Regions from separate parts of the Mus musculus genome. Here all the other regions are linked to region 3. Evidence: chromatin contacts called from public HiChIP or PLAC-seq, Micro-C and promoter capture Hi-C data. All regions are on one chromosome and are shown on one strand. The core of a region is the stretch at or near the end of the contact, and the rest is flanking DNA. Distances in the headings are between cores, read along the strand shown.

Evidence for each region. Hi-C and Micro-C count contacts between places; a contact is called where the count stands out from the background. HiChIP or PLAC-seq counts read pairs in DNA pulled down with a chosen protein or histone mark. Capture Hi-C pulls out chosen DNA fragments and counts their contacts.
Region 1: a promoter capture Hi-C map of pancreatic islet shows a contact between it and region 3. The contact joins the promoter of Zmym4 here to the promoter of Tmem35b in region 3. A contact is called at or near these places in 1 of 484 Hi-C or Micro-C datasets (CD4 T cells), 2 of 115 datasets of contacts at active chromatin or transcription factors (embryonic stem cells and microglia) and 2 of 9 other capture datasets (adipose tissue and pancreatic islet).
Region 2: an HNF4G HiChIP or PLAC-seq map of pancreatic cancer cells shows a contact between it and region 3. The contact joins the promoter of Gjb4 here to the promoter of Tmem35b in region 3. A contact is called at or near these places in 4 of 39 promoter capture datasets (the 3T3-L1 cell line, cranial neural crest and embryonic stem cells), 1 of 484 Hi-C or Micro-C datasets (embryonic stem cells), 4 of 115 datasets of contacts at active chromatin or transcription factors (embryonic stem cells and pancreatic cancer cells) and 2 of 9 other capture datasets (embryonic stem cells and liver).
Region 4: a Micro-C map of embryonic stem cells shows a contact between it and region 3, with 2.4 times the contacts expected there. The contact joins the promoter of Gja4 here to the promoter of Tmem35b in region 3. A contact is called at or near these places in 16 of 39 promoter capture datasets (the 3T3-L1 cell line, 3T3-L1-derived adipocytes, the C10 cell line and 7 more), 16 of 484 Hi-C or Micro-C datasets (adipose-derived mesenchymal stem cells, cerebral cortex, cortical neurons and 5 more), 8 of 115 datasets of contacts at active chromatin or transcription factors (embryonic midbrain, embryonic stem cells, pancreatic cancer cells and 1 more) and 4 of 9 other capture datasets (adipose tissue, embryonic stem cells, liver and 1 more).

The regions. Positions count from the first base shown.
Region 1 is chr4:126,966,916-126,969,615 of GRCm38.p6, forward strand. It overlaps Zmym4 (zinc finger, MYM-type 4), which reads right to left and starts at 1,312. Exons shown (of 30, transcript NM_001114399.2): 1 at 901-1,312. The coding sequence starts at 939.
Region 2 is chr4:127,352,723-127,355,709 of GRCm38.p6, forward strand. It overlaps Gjb4 (gap junction protein, beta 4), which reads right to left and starts at 1,359. Exons shown (of 2, transcript NM_008127.4): 1 at 1,311-1,359. It overlaps Gjb5 (gap junction protein, beta 5), which reads right to left. Exons shown (of 2, transcript NM_010291.3): 2 at 2,087-2,987. The coding sequence ends at 2,812.
Region 3 is chr4:127,124,335-127,127,314 of GRCm38.p6, forward strand. Tmem35b (transmembrane protein 35B) reads left to right here and starts at 1,709. Exons shown (of 3, transcript NM_001099319.2): 1 at 1,709-1,859. The coding sequence starts at 1,755. It overlaps Zmym6 (zinc finger, MYM-type 6), which reads left to right. Exons shown (of 14, transcript NM_001285885.1): 14 at 1-40.
Region 4 is chr4:127,312,742-127,315,471 of GRCm38.p6, forward strand. Gja4 (gap junction protein, alpha 4) reads right to left here and starts at 1,298. Exons shown (of 2, transcript NM_008120.3): 1 at 1,179-1,298; 2 at 1-244. The coding sequence starts at 227.

The DNA.
Region 1 (2,700 bases), core at 62-2,561, 160 kb before region 3:
AAACTCCTGATAGGAAACTTAACAAACTTGATGCTTAACATGCTGGGTGAGGGGAAGTTTAAAAAAAAAGCCTTGAAAAACATTACTCAGTGGATAGTATTGTTCTCCATCTGAAGAAAATGAATCACAACTAAATTAAAAATAAAAAAAGTTTCAAGACAAACTTTTAAACGGCTTACAACTCCTGTGTAGACAAGGCTTTACCTAGGGCAGGCAAGGCTGGCTGGGTACATCCTAAGGACAAAACTTGTCACTCTTCCACGTTACTAACTGCAGGTAAAGAATGCTAGACTATAACACATCCGTGGCTATCAGAACACATTCCCCCAACTTCAAGACGACAACCCCACTTCTTCTAAGGTGAAGAGAGCACCATGTCCACTTTGGGGCTTGATAACGGTCAAGGGGGAGGGGAGTGGAGGCAGGAAGATGAATTGGCTCCGGGGTTCCCGCAGCACCCTCCCGGTTACTCCTCAGGAAACGACCAATCCTCCACGACTTCTTCCCGCCACCTCTACCCCCACCTGACCTCTCCCCAGAGAAACTTCCATAGACTCCCTTTTCCTCGAGGATGCAGAAGCGGAGTCTGACACCTTGCGTCTCCCAGGCTCCCCCCCCCCCCGAATACGCACCACCACCCACACGCCGGCAAAGGGAGGGGAGCCAAGCGGACCACGGCCCCCGCCCCTCCCCCTCCCCGCCGGCCACCGAGCTTTGTCCCACCTGCCGAGGGGACCCCGGTGCCGCCTCGGGCCGCCCCTCCCTCCGGCCGTCGACCACCGCGCCACCCGTGAGCTCCGGGCTGCTCGGGGCCGGCCGCGCCCCGCCCCCCGCCCGCCCGCCCGCCCGCCTGCCCGCAGCCCGCAGCCCGCAGACGGCCCGCGGCCTCACCTCACCTACCCTCTTTCGGGGGCCGGTCTCCACCTCCCGCTCCGCCATGTTGGGCCCCGCTCGGAACCGCGGCGGCTCCCGGCGCGGCGGCCGCGGCCCCTCTCGGCCCCCGCCCACACTGCAGACACCGGCGCTTCACCCGCTGCGGTTCGGTCCCCCTCGGCCCCCGCCGGGCCTGGCGCGGGAGTGACGAGGGGGGCGGAGGCCCGCGCGCTTAGCCGCAGCTCCTGGGGTCCCACGGGCGGGCGCGTGGGCGCAAGGGCCTGCCGGGGCAGGGGGGCCGGGACTCGGGGGGTTAATGGCCTCCAAGGGGCCCCGTGAGGAGGATTATTTTCTCTCAGAGAAATTCCTCCGCCAGTGGTTTTCTTAAAGGGATCTCCAAACCAGCCCCTTGCGCGCGCCCCTGATGCGCAGGCGCGCCACAAGCCCCTCCTCCCTTTCCCACCAAGCCCCCGGTCCTGAGCGTGCGCGGTGAGTGGCCCAGGCTAGGCCTAATCCTGTTAGTCTCTTTGCTGCCAGCAGCTGCTCCCACCACTCAACTATGGCCGCTCCCTTAAAGGGACCATGACGAAGGGATGATGTCAGAATGAAAGATCTTAATGGAAGGACTATCTGGTGAAATGTCAGTGAGGGGTTCACATCACCACCCTACACCTGACTACAGAGATATTGCCAAAAGGAGAGAACCCTGATGAGCCAAAGTTCTCAGTGACCCTATGAACATGAAGAATCCCAACCAAGAAGAAAACAAGACTGTTATCTGAAGGAGAAACCAACAGCTTGTCAAGTAAAGGGCGTCGACTCTCAAGGAACAACTTCCAACCTTAAAACCAGATCCACTGGTAGTGTTGAAGGCAGAACCAATAACTGAAGACAATTTCCTCAATACCTGCTTGCCATTAGAATACTAAAATGAAAAAGGATCTTAGAAACCATCTACTCCATTGCTTTCAAAGTTAACATTGCCAGTATGGTCATTTGAAATAAATTAATTTACCTCAAGATATCGAGTGGCTGGTGAGGAGCTAGAACACAGTCTGGAATTGCATTCCTCCAGGATTCTGAACACACAAAACTGTCGTCAAGGCAAAAGAACATAAAATGTCAAGAGTCTTGATAGTTCAAGAACATGGCTGCTCTCCTGAGAAGTTTCATGGTGATGACCTGCAACTGCTGTGTGCCATCATTTGCCTCCACTGAAGGAATTTGAGGGTCTGACTTAAAGAATAGGAGCTTGAACTGTCAAGGCAGGAAATCCAAGGGTAGGCACTATCTTCCCTGAAGCACAACGAAGCCAAAGATAATGAGAGCTGAAGTCCCCTCTTGGATTCTTAATGAAGACATAGGCACAACAGACAGACATATAGTAAAAAATACAAGGAAATTAGTTTAGGTTGGTTGGAGTTGGGTTGGTTGGAGTTGGATTGGTTGGAGTTGGGTTGGTTGGAGCTAGGTTGCTATGTAACCCAGAGTGGCCTGAAACTGCTGGTCTTCCTGCCTTGACCAAGTGCTTGGACTGCTGGTATACTAGGAAATCCCCAAAGAACTAATTAAAAAAAATGTTTAAGTCTCTGAAGAGTTGTTATTCTCCATGGCAATACAAGGGGACCCAGAGCTCCTCTGCTCACAGGGTGAAAGTTGCTCTACAGCTGTACTTCTGTGTGTAAGTCAGTAGCTCTTTGAACCCAGGAACATTGGCTGAACACTGAAATGGCTGAAAGTTTCCATGCTGGTCCTTGATTCTCCCTTGGGCCTGTTATCTTTTGTTTCACTTATGGGTAGAACAAAAAGAAACATGTTCACTTCTGC
Region 2 (2,987 bases), core at 109-2,608, 230 kb after region 3:
AGAGCAGTTTCCATCCTTACTCCTTTGTGGCTCTGGAACTTTGTGAGACATCCCTTTCCAAACTAAACAAAGGCTCTTCTGCAATCGGTGTGGCTTGGCCTCTTTCCCACCCTGCTGTGTCAGTGCAGAACAGACAGGCATTCTTTTTTATTCATCTCTTTTATTGTCTTGAGATCTGGACCACAGTTGGTCCCTCTGGAATTCCAACCATTTCATGGGTATGTGTATGTGTATGTGTGTGTGTGTTTGTGTATGTATGTCTGTGTTTGTGTGTGTATGTATATGTGTTCGTGTGTGTGCACATATGTATGTGTATTTGTGTGTTTGTGTGAGTACATCTGTGTGTTTGTGTGTGTGTTTGTATATGTGTGTGTTGCTGTGTGTATGTATGTGTTTGTGTGTGTATGGGATAAGGATTGTATGTGTGCATTTGTGTGTGTATATATGTGTATGTAAGGGATAAGGATTGTATGTGTGTGTTTGTATGTGTATGTGTGTTTGTGTATGTATGTATGTATGTGCGTGTGTTTGTGTTTATGTGTGTGTATTGTGTGTTTGAATGTATGTGTGTGTTTGTATGTGTGTATTATGTGTTTGTGTGTATATGTGTGTTTGTGTGTGTGTGTATGTTGTATGTGTGTGTGTGTGTGTGTGTGTGTGTGTATAAGGGATAAGGAGGAGGCAGGGGCTGGGTACCGGCATGGTCTTTGCCCCACCACTGATCTTTCTTCCCAGGTGCACCCCTCTTCTCTGACTGCCTAATTAGTGGCTGGCTGAGAGTCATGTCTCTCATTTTCATACAGGCCATGTTTGTGTACCCCAGCCTTGTGCTCCCTGGCTCTGGGGTACTTAGGGTGTTCCATCTCAAGCCGTCCTTGTACCATCCCTGACTCAGCTCCTGGTTTCTGCAGCCATGTATCCCTGGGACACGTGCTGAGGCCCCTCTGTCTTCCACTGCAGGGAGCATCACCCATACCTCATTGGCCCAGGCTTCCTTGTTAGCCTGCTGGAGGCTGGAAGGCAAACTGGACGTCTCTGTCTCCTGGGACAAAGCTTTTTGTCAGGCCCAGTGCATTCTCAATGGATCCTAGCTGAACTGAGCTATGGCTTACTCTTTCCCAATCTCTTCTGGATTCTCCTCTGGTCCTCTGTCCTCTGTATAGCACATTTCCTTTCCTCTGTGGAGTTTTCCTAGTGTTCTTTCAGGGTCCCTGCCCACCCCTGGTTCCCTTTGGGAAGCTAAGTCCCCAGCCCTAGGTTTCCCCGGGGACCTCCCCCCACAGCCGTCTCCAGCTGTATTCGGTCCTCACCCTTCTTGGGTCCCCGTGTCCTCACTCTCCGGTGCCGGCTTGTCTGTCTGCCTGAGGCCGTCCTGGAGGCAGCTTTTGTTCCTCACTTACCAGCAGGGTGGGGCTTTCTGAGCCAATGAGCCAAGAGAGAGTGCTGGAGTGGGTAGGCAGGCTGGGCAGAAGGACTTCCCTGGGCACAGTGGCAGAGCAAACACCTGTGGCTCATCTCTTGGGCCCACGCCTTCCTCCTCCTGCCTGTCTGGGTTGGTAGGTATGTGGGTGGGACTGGAGTGATGGAGGCTGGAGTTTGGTATCAAAATGTCCAGGTACAGGATGGTGCTAGTGACACAGATCCTGTTCCTTTCAGCTTGCCATGTGTGTCCCTCTTCCTGTGCCCTGGTTCCCAACTCTCTCTTTTGGCCTCAGGCAACTGGTTCTGAGATCCTTAGCGGCTGGTTTTTATGGAAGGGGATAGCCTTGATTCAGCCTGTGACTTGTGCCACGCTGGTGGGGAATATATATTTTCTGTTTTGGAACCCAGATAAGCCACCTGGATTTTCGAGGCCCACTGCCCTGCTGGAGACAAGGAATGCAGGCTGGTGATTTCAAAGGCTGCTGTTGGCTTGGTGCCAGGCCTGTAACCTTGTTGTGTGCCCTGTGGTCCTAGGCTTCTGCTGGAAATGGCTCTGGAGAAGCTGGAGTGTGGTCCAGCAGGGGCTACAGAGGGGTGCTGGGCTTGCGTCCAGCAGAGACAGTGAAGGTTAATAATGTACACCCAAGGAAGGGCCCCTCTGCTTCACTTCACACAAGCATTTATTATTGAGCACTCCCTAACAGCAGTGATTCACACGTACGTGGCCTTTTTGGCTGGCTAACTCTGGTCGTGCCAGGTACTTGCCATTGCTCACAGTGACCCCCACAGGCAATGCATTAGGAACTCAGCTGAAGTTGTCCGAGTTCTGATGCAGCCACGCTTACTCAGAGTCTGGGTGTTTTCCATCCCAACATACGGTTCTGCCAAACTCCATCATCTCTGCAGACACCCACAGCCCAGACTTCCAGCTGGGACAAAAGGTTAGCTTTGGAACAGCCCTGAGGAAAAGTTAGATACTCCTTTTCTAGAGGAGAGGGAAACCCCTTGACTTCAGGAAGGGTACAAAGGCCAAGACCCAAAGGACACCTTGAATCTGTAAACCCATTTATCTTTATTTAGCTCTCACCCTGGGCCACACAGGAAGGCATTTGCTCATCGGTGCCTTCGTGAAACTCCCCTCCCAGGAGCCCTGCGAAGTGGCCCTCGGTGTGTTTATTTAACAGAAAAGGAAATGGAGGTACAGAGGAGAGGGGTGACTCAGCGAAGGCCAGTCAGCCGGGAGGCACAACTGGATCCCAAAGCTCTGGGAGTCCTCCCTTTTGCTTGCCTCCAATGCCAACTCAGCTCTTCTCCCCATCAGCTACATTCATGAGAGATTCTGGAACCTTCCAGGTCATGCCCACCCTGCCAGTCCAGTCTAGGGACCCTTCACAGAATGGTTTTCTTCACGTGGGCTCGAGGGCGGTCTGGTAACAGAGGCGGGTGAGCGTCCGAGCCCAGAAAGATGAGGTCGCATGAGAGGAAGTCCTTCTCTTTGCTAGGAGAGTTGGCCCAGTTTGGGTCATTCTTTGCATGTGCAGTGGGTGGTCTCCTCAGCTGCGCAC
Region 3 (2,980 bases), core at 459-2,958:
TAATTATATGTAATTTTAATAACACAAGGGAGAAAATGTAGCCTTTATGTTGGTGATTGTTCTTGAAGTTTCAAGAGGAAATGTCTTGTTTACGGAGTTCCCCAAGAGACCAGGCCAACCCACTTGTCCCAGTACACCAGTTAGAGGTGAGCAGTGAAGGGCAGAGCAAGACTGGGCTGGGAAGAACAAATTGTGATTCATTGACCCCACCCACCTCAGCAGTTTTTGTTTTGTTTTGTTTGAGACAGGGCCTCTCTGTATAGCCCTAGCTATCCTGGAACTCATGTCAACCAGGCTAGCTTAGAACTCAGAGATCTGACTACCTCTGCTTCCTGACTGCTGGGACACAATGCCACCTTAGTTTGAAGGACTAACTGGGACTCTGAAATATCACAGGAAAAGGGAACAGTGGAGGGTTGGGCGCCTGACAGTCGGACTTCTTGGTAAGGACAGTCGTCTGATTGATGGTTCTTTCAGTTCTAGTTTTGCAAATGGTTCCCACTTTAGGGAGCAGTTTGGTTTTAGCCTCATCACTGTGGCATTTGCCCCATTTAAGGCCTGGTCTGCTCTGCCAGACTCGCTGCTGCTTGGAGCTGGCTTTGCTTCTTCACTGTCATTATGCTTTTGGGTGAGTTTTGTCTTTCCAAGGTTATCTATCACAGGAGAAAGTGACTCAGGGGAAAAAAAGTGACAAAACAGAGTTAAGTTAGGCCAGCAACCAGTACCTTCCTGCATGACCAAGTAGGCATGTGCACTTTAAAAACATGAGCAGTTTTAGTCACCAGCCATATCGCCAGCCCTCCGAGAGTTATGTAGATGGAAGCAGATCCAAGTACGTGGCCAGTAAGCATGAACAGTGGGAGGGTTTGAGACCATAGGGCTTCTTTTGGACCCATAGACCAGGGCTTGGGAATTATTTTATTTTATTTTATTTTGAGACTGGCCTTTGCGATATAGTCCTCACTAGCCTAGTTCTTGCTGTGAAGTTCATTCAACTCTGGGCAGTCCTCAGGCCTTATCCTCACTAGTTGGGGAATTACAGGCACATCATGCGTGGCAGTAGCCAGCTTTCATGAAAGGTCAGATAGTATTCAGTGGCTCAGCCATAGATGGTATACAAATGGATGCAGGTCAACACTTTCACCCTTGTACCCCGAGGTGTTAGTTTTATATAATTTTCAATTGTTGTGAAAATTCCTTGAACATTGCTTAATCATTTCTAGAATGTTATTATTTTCCTTATGGGTGTGTGTTAAAAAACTCGACAACCGGAAAAAATTGGTCCTCTGTTTGCCAGTGCAACCAAGTAAGGGATTCTTTAAATATCTTTCTCATTTTTCTTTTGGTTGAGCAATGGGAGGGGCAGGTATTTTAGGCATAGGTGGACCAGAAAAACTTACAGTTACTGCTTTATTGCTCATTAATTGTAGGGTTCACTGATTTTCTAGTAACTTTCTGAAGGCCATTGTGCAACTTCCATACAGCTGCAGACCCAGAGACACTCAGGGAGTTGGGTGGTGTCAGATTCCTCTAGCACGGGTGGGTTTGAAGGCCAGATCGCGTGGACACACACCCGATACTCCGCACCCTCCACAATGAGTACAGCCTGTAAGGAAAGGCCTCAGTGGGCGGGTCTTAGCGGAGGTGGCCATCAGTGGGCGGGGCTGAAAGTTGGGCGTAACCGGGTGGGCGGGCCGGACCGACTGTAGTCTTCCGGTAGGGAGGAAGAGTCGTCCAGGAAGGCGGGCGCTGCTATGTCGTTCAGGGTAGGCGTGTTGCGGGTTCTGCTTGGCGTCTTCTTCGCGCTCACCGGGGCTGCCAAGCTCTTTCAGGTCTCGGCCCCCGTGTCACAACAGATGGTGAGCGGCACCCGGGGAAGGACAGTGTGTGCTCGGTTCCCGGGGGCTTCATGCCTTCGGGCTCGAGGCCGCCTGGGCCTTTCCTCCTATTTTCTACACCTTCTCCAGGTGGGAGGGCACGGGACTTAACTGCTGGCTGAGCATGTTGTCCCCAGGCCGATTTAGAGTTGGAGAAGTGATGGGACTCAGGAGGTCCAGGAAGACAAAGTGAAAAAGTGACCTAGCACCCCTCTCCACCCCACATCCACCAACCCATTGTTCCAGGTTGGGGAGGCAGAATTTTACTTTATTTGGTTTTTGTTTGTTTGTTTGAGCTGGTCTTCTGAATGTGTCCCTCTGGCTGGCTGGCCCGGAGCTCACTCAGTGTAGTGGCTGGCCTCGAACTTGCAGAGATCCACCTACCCCAACCTCCAGACTACTGGGATTAACGGCTTACCTACCTTAGAAATCTTTTTTAAGCTTGAAACTAGTCATGATGGTAAAATGTAATTTACCAAAACATTACACAGCTATTCAAGCAAGGCTCAAAGTAGACCAATCTAACTAGACTCCTCAGTGTCCCACGCAGCCTGGGACAGAAGCATAGAAGTCACTGACTGTAGTTCCTTATCCCGAGAGGGTCTACCAGCAGTTTCCAGACCCTCAGAGAAGCCAGGCTCTGTGGAAGACCCCTGTTGCCACCTCCCAAGCCTGGGTACTACTACGATTTTCTTCTCCTTTTCCTCCTCCTCCTCTCCTCCCTTCCTCCTTTTTTCTTCTTCCTTTCCTCTTTCTTCTTCCCCTCCTCTCCTCCCCTCCTCCTCCTCTTTTCTTCTTTCTTCTTCCCTAAGATGGTGGGTTCTTTAGGATAGATATGGTAAAAGCCAAACAGCTTAAACTCTCTGCAGGTGTGTCTCATGTGCGGCCCTTGGACCACATACACTCCAGGATAGCTGTCACTGTAGCCCAGCATAAAAGTGTAAATTTAAAATCCGTGCTTTTTTTCCCCCTTTCAATTCAGCTGTGGGGTTCTGGAGCAGCTCTGTAGGTGACAGTATGGAGCTCCCTCCTTGGAAGCCAGAGTAGGACAGGCAGGGCTGCTGTTGGACCACAGGAAACAGTCCTGAGGGTGGAGCAGGCCC
Region 4 (2,730 bases), core at 48-2,547, 190 kb after region 3:
CGGATGTGGGAGATGGGGAAGGCCTGGTCATAGCAGACGTTGGTGCAGCCCGGCTGGGCTGTGTTACACTCAAAATCAGACTGCTCGTCGCCCCACACCGACTCGCCAGCCAGCCCCAGGATGAGGATGCGGAAGATGAAGAGCACCGTTAACCAGATCTTGCCCACCACGGTCGAGTGTTCCTGGACCTGGTCTAGCAACTTCTCCAGGAAGCCCCAGTCGCCCATGTTTCCAGGGCCTCTCTCTGCAGGGAGACAAGGGTCAGAGGGCCATCAGCAGGGCAGCACAAAGCCTTTCTCAGCTCCCCCACTAGACATATGTCCATGGGATGTAAGCCCTTGGGAGGTCCGCCTGTGCTAGGGTCCCAATCTAACCACACATTGTGCTTTCTTTCACAGGCCAGTGCCCCAGGGTGACCACAACCCGAAGACATGTGGATTGAATAGAGGTTCCTATGGAAACAGAACAGTTGAGGAACTTATCCAAGGTCACACACAGTTGTGCCATGCCCTTCCTCCCTTTTGTTCAAGGCTGGCAACCCCCAAGAGAGCAGGGGTGGGGAGAGATGGTTATTAGGGGTCCCGTTCCCATCTTCCATGCCTCATTAAAAATGTTGAGGGCCTCATTTGAATCTTTGCACTTGCCGGTGGGGCTGGGAGTGAGGGAAGATGGGGTGAGGGACTCAGAAGCCCAGGGCATTTGGTCCACCTGTCTACCAAAAGGACCACCTGCGATTTTAGTGAATACACCTGAGCCTGTCCTAGCTCACTTCCCTCCAAAGCTGTTGCAGCCATTCTAGATAGAGCCTTGCAAGGAATGGCCATAGCTGGGTGAAGGTTCCAACGTTCCCAGAACATCTCATGGTGTGTGTGAAAACGTGGTGATGTGTGGTGTGGGTGCTGTTCCAGAAGTAAAGCAGGTACTACCAGACCTACATTCAAATACTGCTTTCTTCTCACCACCTGGGGATTTGGATTAGTAATCTTCCCGGCGCCCTCGGTCTCTCCTTAAGGGTTCATTGAAAAAAAAAGGGAAGGGAGCTAAACACAAGAGGCTGGTTAAAGGCAGGCTAGGTGAGTGCCGCTGGTGGCTTCAGTCGCGTCTGGCGCCCCGGGGGGCAAGCAAGCCTCAGCCCTCCCGCAGTGGAGTGAACCGTTTCCCCTGCCCCCCGAACTCACCGCCTGCTTGCCCGGCTGGCCCAGGTAGAGGGGACGACCGTGGCCGAAGCTGCGCCTGCGGGAATCCTGCAGGACCGCGCCTCCCGCAGGACGCCTTAAATAGCGCGCAGCTGCGGGTTTAGGGCAGGAAACGCCAGCCAGAGGGCTCTGGGGAGCAGGGAGGCGGGGCCTGGGAGGGACAGACTCCCAGGACCCGCCCAGATTGTGCTTCTTTGGTTGCGAGAGATGGAAGCTGTCTTGTTTCTCTGCTCTGACGCCCTCCGGTATCCCAGACTGCACTCCCCCCCCAGGTCCAGTGCCCTCCCTAGGTCCGCAGCAGGATGTGAAGGCGATTTTTTTTTTAAGCGAGAGGAGCTGGCAGATCTGGCACCTGGTCCGGAGGCTGTAAGGAGTGGGTGGGGTAAGAAGGGAGACTCATCCGTGTGCCCAGCTTCTGAGGCCACTGGACCCACATTGGAGAGGGGTGAGAATTCTCCCTTTCTAGAATCTGGTTGATCTAGGGGTCTCTACTTCACCAATCCTGGGCAGGCTATACCATCAAAAGTCACTTAGGAACGCTCTAGGGTCCTTTGATCTGAGAGTGGAAGTGGAGGGAAGCTCCTGTCCTTTAGCTGGGTTCCAGTCGATGCCTCTAAAAGAGAGGAAAGATCTTCCTGGGGAATTTGGAAGCAGGCAGAGCCCTGCTTCACTGTGAACGAAGAGTGTGGGATTAAGAATCCGCCTGCAGCTGGGAAAGCCACAATAAGCCTGCCAGGCCTGGTTTCCTACCCTCCTTACTAGATGCAGAAATTGAGCAGGGTAAGCCCCGTGGGTAACAGTAAAAGTGTAAAGGTGGGATCCAGGGCATCACGGGGTGTGGTTAGGGGTTGAGAAAGCCAGGCGGTGCAGAACAGCATCACTACCTTGGAGCCACCAGGTTTGGTTTCTTGTGCTAACGCCCAGAAGAGGCTGGGGGACCCAACCATGAGGCTTGTCAGAGCAACGAGGGTCAATCTTACCCTCCTCTGCCCTGACCCTACCGAATAGTGATGGAAGGATACCTGCTTCGGAGGGCCTGCCAAAGCCCCCAGTGTGCTGTATTGGTTCTAAAGGTTTGAGCGAGGACCTGAAGTCACTGAGATGTAAACCCTGAGCTTGGGAGGCTGAAGGAGGCAGAGCAAGAGTTTCAGGCCAACCTGGGATACATGGTGGGAACCTGTCTAAGCAAACAACCAACTCCACAAAACACAAATACACAGGCATGGTGGTACAGGCAGCCTGTAATCCTAGTTCTGTGGAAAGATGAGGCTGAGGAATTAAAATGTCAATGGTATGGGGCTGGGGTGTAAATATTGGTTGAGTGCTTGTTCAGTACTCACAGAGCCTTAGGTTCTAGCTAGCCCTGGTGGCACATAAACCAGGTGGCACATGCCTGGAACCTCACAGGAGGGGGGGGGAGGAGGAGGAGGAAGAGGCAAGAAGGTCAGAAGTTCAAGGCTGTCTTCTCCTTTGTGAGTTTGAGGTCAGCCTGTGGTACATGAGACATTGTCAGGGAGAGGAGAGGCAGGGGAAG